2 separate regions of the Capsicum annuum genome follow, and region 1 is linked to region 2. Evidence: chromatin contacts called from public Hi-C data. All regions are on one chromosome and are shown on one strand. Each heading gives the region's core, a stretch centred on a gene start, on an enhancer-like site or on the middle of the called end of the contact. The rest is flanking DNA. Distances are from core to core; before and after follow the strand shown. Region 1 holds the start of LOC107847875 (chaperone protein dnaJ 16). Region 2 has its middle 11 kb from the start of LOC107846539.

The links. Hi-C and Micro-C count contacts between places; a contact is called where the count stands out from the background.
Region 1: a Hi-C map of leaf shows a contact between it and region 2, with 2.3 times the contacts expected there. The contact joins the promoter of LOC107847875 here to the enhancer-like site in region 2. A contact is called at or near these places in 2 of 5 Hi-C or Micro-C datasets (leaf and placenta).

The regions. Positions count from the first base shown.
Region 1 is chr11:39,719,691-39,722,390 of UCD10Xv1.1, reverse strand. It overlaps LOC107847875 (chaperone protein dnaJ 16), which reads right to left and starts at 1,390. Exons shown (of 12, transcript XM_016692443.2): 1 at 825-1,390. The coding sequence starts at 961.
Region 2 is chr11:39,613,361-39,616,060 of UCD10Xv1.1, reverse strand. No RefSeq gene overlaps it. Among protein-coding and RNA genes, the nearest start is that of LOC107846539, 11 kb to the left of the region's middle. Within about 2 kb of position 1,255, at least 1 of the 5 cell types and tissues checked has an H3K27ac peak or open chromatin away from gene starts, as enhancers often do.

The sequences.
Region 1 (2,700 bases), core at 141-2,640, 110 kb before region 2:
GACCAAAAACTCAGAATCCCACTCAAATCCCATAAACAGTTCGAATTTTCAAATGAATAGAAAAAAATGCACAGGGGAAACAACGAAAAAAAAAAGAGGTAAAAGCTCTCATCTGACAACAATAACACACTCTGTAGGAAGCAAGCTAACACCCCTTTCTTCAAACGTTTCCTTATTTTTCTTTTTCTAGAAAAAGAATCCTTGGAAATAACAGAAATTCAATATTGATGTATCAAAACACTTGCTATAAGAATTATTGCTAACATTTATATGCAGAACAACCACTCCCAAGCTAAGTTATTTTCATTATCACAGAGATAATAACAACAATACAATGCAACAACATACTCTGTGTAAATTCACAAGTGGGGTTTGGGGAGGGAGAGTATGCAGACCTTACCCCTACCTCGTAGAGATACAGAGGCTATTTCGATAGACCCTCAGCTTAAATAAAGCATTGCCAAACAGTTTGAGAAAGGGGATACAGATAAGCAAGCAATAACAACAACAAAACAATACATATCACAAAATCTAAATCTTTTGCAACTTCTCTTCCACTTCTTAGACACCCAAAAAGAGAACAACAATAACAACATACCCAGTGAAATCAAATAAATTCACTAAAACAAACAAAAAATTGAACAAAATTCAAGAAAACACCTACAATGCCAAAATCAAATAAATTCAGTAAACACAAAAAAAAAAAAAAAAAAAAAAAAAAAAAAAAAATGGGATTTCAAGAAAACACCTCTACACTACCAAAATCAAATAAATCCACTGGAAAAAAACAAAAAGAATCATACAATGGCCAAAAAACAACATACTTCAAAGCTAATTTTCTGTAAGAACTTTTGATTTCTTGATCTGTAGAATTCCTTGAAACACCTAAAACCTCATAAGGGTCTCTCCTTAAACACTTTTCTCCTTCACCCTTTTCTGATTTTGACTTATGCCCTGGCATTTTTCTTCCTTGAACACTTCAAAGGTCACAACTTTTTTTAAAAAGTTTTTTTCAAAAAAAAAATCAAGAAAATACTAATACTATTGCTATTTCATAAAAATTGAAACTTTGACACGAAAAAAATTCAAAGAAAATACTAATACTAATATTATTACAATTTGAAACTTTGACATGAAAAAATTCAAGAAAATACTAATACCAAAGATTGAATTTTTGACCTGAAAAAAATGTAAATGTTAATTTTCTCATACCCAAAATCAAAATAAAAATCAAGAATTTTGTTGGAAATTTTTTGGGGTATTTGGAAACCCTAAAATTGGAAAACTCTCAGGTTTTCCAAGCTGGAAGGAGCTGTGTGTGTGTAAGGAGAGAAGACTTTTGTTTTTGTTGTTTAGAGCAATAAAATTTTCAAAATTTCAAAGATTGTATAGTTTATTTGCTATTATACGCAGAGGGTATATTGCGCCGCTGTATGAGTTTGTGTTTGGGCACGTGCGATTAACGGAGTTAGTAATTTGGGCTTCGAGCAAATTTTTTGTGTGAAAGATAGGTAAAATTAAGCACAAATCATATAACTATATAATGTAAGAGTCAATATTATAAAAACTATCACTACTTTTTAATTTATAAGATATATCAAAAATTAAAAAAATAATTAAACTAGCATGATTTAAGAAGATAATTTAATGATTGATATTTTATCTTATAAATTCTCCTACTTTATTATTTAACTAAGTTTTAAAAAAAAAAAATAGTAAATAAGATAACCAAACAACACATTTATTTGATATTTTTTTTATGTTTTTAAATTTAATTTATTTAATTCAATGAAAATTAGTTTTTAATACTTCTAAGAAAAAACATCATTAATGATAGTAAATTCTCCAATTGATTCAAATTACATCTTATATAAATTTCATACACCATAAATTTATTAATATACTATAAAATTATTAATACACTTATTTCTATATCGATCAAACATCATAAAATATATCAATTTTTATACATTTTAGACACCATAAAATTATCGATACACCAATTTCTACATATTTCAGACATTATAAAATTATTATTATTGATACACCTATTTCTAAAGAGTTCAACACTATAAAATTATTGATACACCCATTTCTAAGACGCCTTACAATAATTTGATGATATATCAATCTTTATACAATTCAGACACCATAAAATTATTAATATATCAATTTCTAACTATTTCAAAAATCATTAAATTATTGATACACCAATTTTTATACAATTCAGACACCATAAAGTTGTTGATACACCAATTTCTATACAATTCAGACACCATAAAGCTGGTGATACACCAATTTTTATACAATTCATACACCAATTTCTATACAATTCATACACCATGATATACTCTTTCACACCAATTTTTATACAATTCAGACACCATAAAGCTATTGATACACCAATTTCTATACAATTCATACACCAAATTTTTATACAATTCATACACTATGATATACTCATGGGACAATAAGATGACGTTGTTGATCTTATGACATGAAGTTCTAAAAACATATGCCAATTAAATAAATTTCTATACATGAAGTTGTCGCCTCCGATAACGATCGAGTGCTTGGATGTTAATTTACCCGGTTCGATGAATCGAGCCAGGTACAATTTTGTACTCATCTGGGTTGGAAGGGACTATGATTAGGTATTCTGTGGGGATGATTTGGTCGGTGTCGATGACATAGAAAAGG
Region 2 (2,700 bases), core at 6-2,505:
TTTATCACATTATCATTCCTGAGAAATCAAAAGGTCTATGATAATACCATCATTTGTAGGCTATGATGAAATGGTTATAAGTATTTCTTTATTTTTAATCATCGATTTTGGGTTTAAGTTCAGAGTTTAGAGTCATTTTTAATAGAAAATATTTTACTCCCGAATCAGATTTTTCAAAATGAATTCAAATTAGTTCAAAGCGAATACCGAACACCAAACGAAGAAACTTTCGCGAAAAAAAAAGTTGTACTTCAATGTATTTGAAAATGAAATATATAATTGTTGCAAAATCCCTTCTGGGTGTAGGGGTCCAATGTAATGTCATTCTTTCGTCTGGGCTGATTAAAAAGCATGTCCCATCTCTTTAATTCAGTGGAAATTTGTCTTTTGTTTTAGAACAATATAGGTATAAAGTAATTAAGGAAATTTGAAAGAAAATAGAAGTGTCTGGGATTTGCATGACTTGTTAAATTTTCTTTATTTGTCTGCATTTGCAAGAAAACAGTGAAAAGCATACCCACCTTATGGTACTTTATTTCTTTGTGCTGCTAAACTTTAGAACCATTTCTTTTATTGATTATGTTACTCTAATCAGTTCAATTTAATAAAATCAAACAAAGAAAGTAAAATTATAAATTTAATTTATCTCATAAATTGGTGATAGTGAGAAATGTTATAGTAAATTATCAGATAGAGAAATCATCAAATCCTAATTAAAACTTTAATAGTTTTATGACTTTAAATTAATGAAAGTTGTAAGCATGATATAGAAATGAAATAGTGTTACATAATTTAAGACATTCAAGATGAAATATGGGGTGACTTGGGAGGGAAAAACTATTAATTTCATTGATAGATGATAAATGTGAGATTCGTCTGACACTAAATAAAAGTATAGGATTCGAATCTTGAAAATAAAAATTATTTATTTGGAGAACGTTTCTCCCTTGTATTGGTAATACACATTTAATTTGAATCAGTCAAGCCAGTTGATTTTGAATACCAAATGATTAAACGAAAACTATTAATTTCACACTAATCTTATAAATGTTATTTGCATCACTTTTTTCTTCTTAAAATCGTTAAGTTGTTGAATTGTTTAGTGAAAATCTTGACAGATACTTAACTGCTTCACTAACAAAGGCAAAAGTCTTTGTCACTATAAGCAAAGTGGCTTTGTCTTAAAGCTGGAGAGCCAGATGGGACTTGTCACCTAATTTTGGTAGCAAATAATAAGAAATGACCTATGTGACAAAAAGTATATATAGTTAAAAGGTCCACATCTGATGCACAGAATTCAGTTGTAAGACTTGTTCAGCTTTCTTCGCCTTTACATAAAATTATAATATTTATTTTATTCAGACAAAAAATCATTCAAATATTTATCTAGATAATTTGGTCACTTTTAAGTAACGATTATATATTTTCGTATTCATACATACGAAATTGTGTAATTTTGTTACTTAAATAATTATTTTTACAAAAAATAGATTTGAATTCAGGATTATTTTGAAAATTGATTCAAATAGTTAAAATTTTGATTCAAAGATAATGTAGTCACAAAAACAATTTATTTTGAAAAAATATTTATTTGATTTTATCAAATCAAGAAGCTCGTGATTAAACGAGGTATTGATTCGTATCAAATTTCAATCTAATCTAGTCAATTTATTAAAATTTGACCATAATTGAAATCAAATTGGCCACAATTGTAATACAATTGGTCAATTAGTTTGGTCAGAAAATAAATAAAATTGACTAATTCCTAAATAGATTAGGGTTACTTTTAATAATAATCCCAAAATAACTTAGAGAAAATTATCCCCCGTAGTATTATTAGATCTAAAATAACAAATTTTAGAAACATTTTTAGATAATTGCATTAATAGCAATTTAGTGTCAAGTTATAACAACTTATTAAAAGATATATTATTTTAATTGTATTTTCAAAATTCATTTTTAATTATATAATTTAAAAACAGTTCCATATTTATAGGGTTATAATCAATATTCCCCTTAAATTATGTATTGATAATTATGGTAAATATATATTATTTTATATTTAAAAGATTTCACACTTTTATCAGATAATTTTATTGAAAGAAGATTACGTGTAAATCAAATTAATGTTTCGAAAACGTATGTGAATCACCTCTCCATCTCCATTCAAATACTCTAACCTTCAAAACTTTATTCTCTTTCTCCATTCTAATGTTTAACCTTTCAAAACTTTATTGAAAATTTTGATTTCATTAACTTACTCATATAATATTCATATTCTCTCCTTCAAAATACAAGATTGAAAAAAAGTGAGTTTCATATAATATTCATCTTCTTTCCGAAAGACATAAAATTGATATATTTTTTTTTTTCATTCTCCATTGTGAATAATGTCTAAACCAAAATTCGATTCTACTCCTTCGCGTAGAAGTCCTAGATTAATCGAAAATAATAGCCCCATTCATCTTTCTAGACCTTCGTTTGATTTTGGTTGTTTCACTCCTTCTCCTCTATCGAAGTGTAAAAATAATATAGTGAAAATTATCTTGTATATACTTATTAAACTGTTTCGTGTATAAATTCTATATAAAATCAGTATGAAAATAAGTATAATAATTACAGAAGTTGGTATAGAAATCGATTTTCACCAAATATTAGACGTTATTATTTATTTTAGTGTATGAAATAAATATACAAACT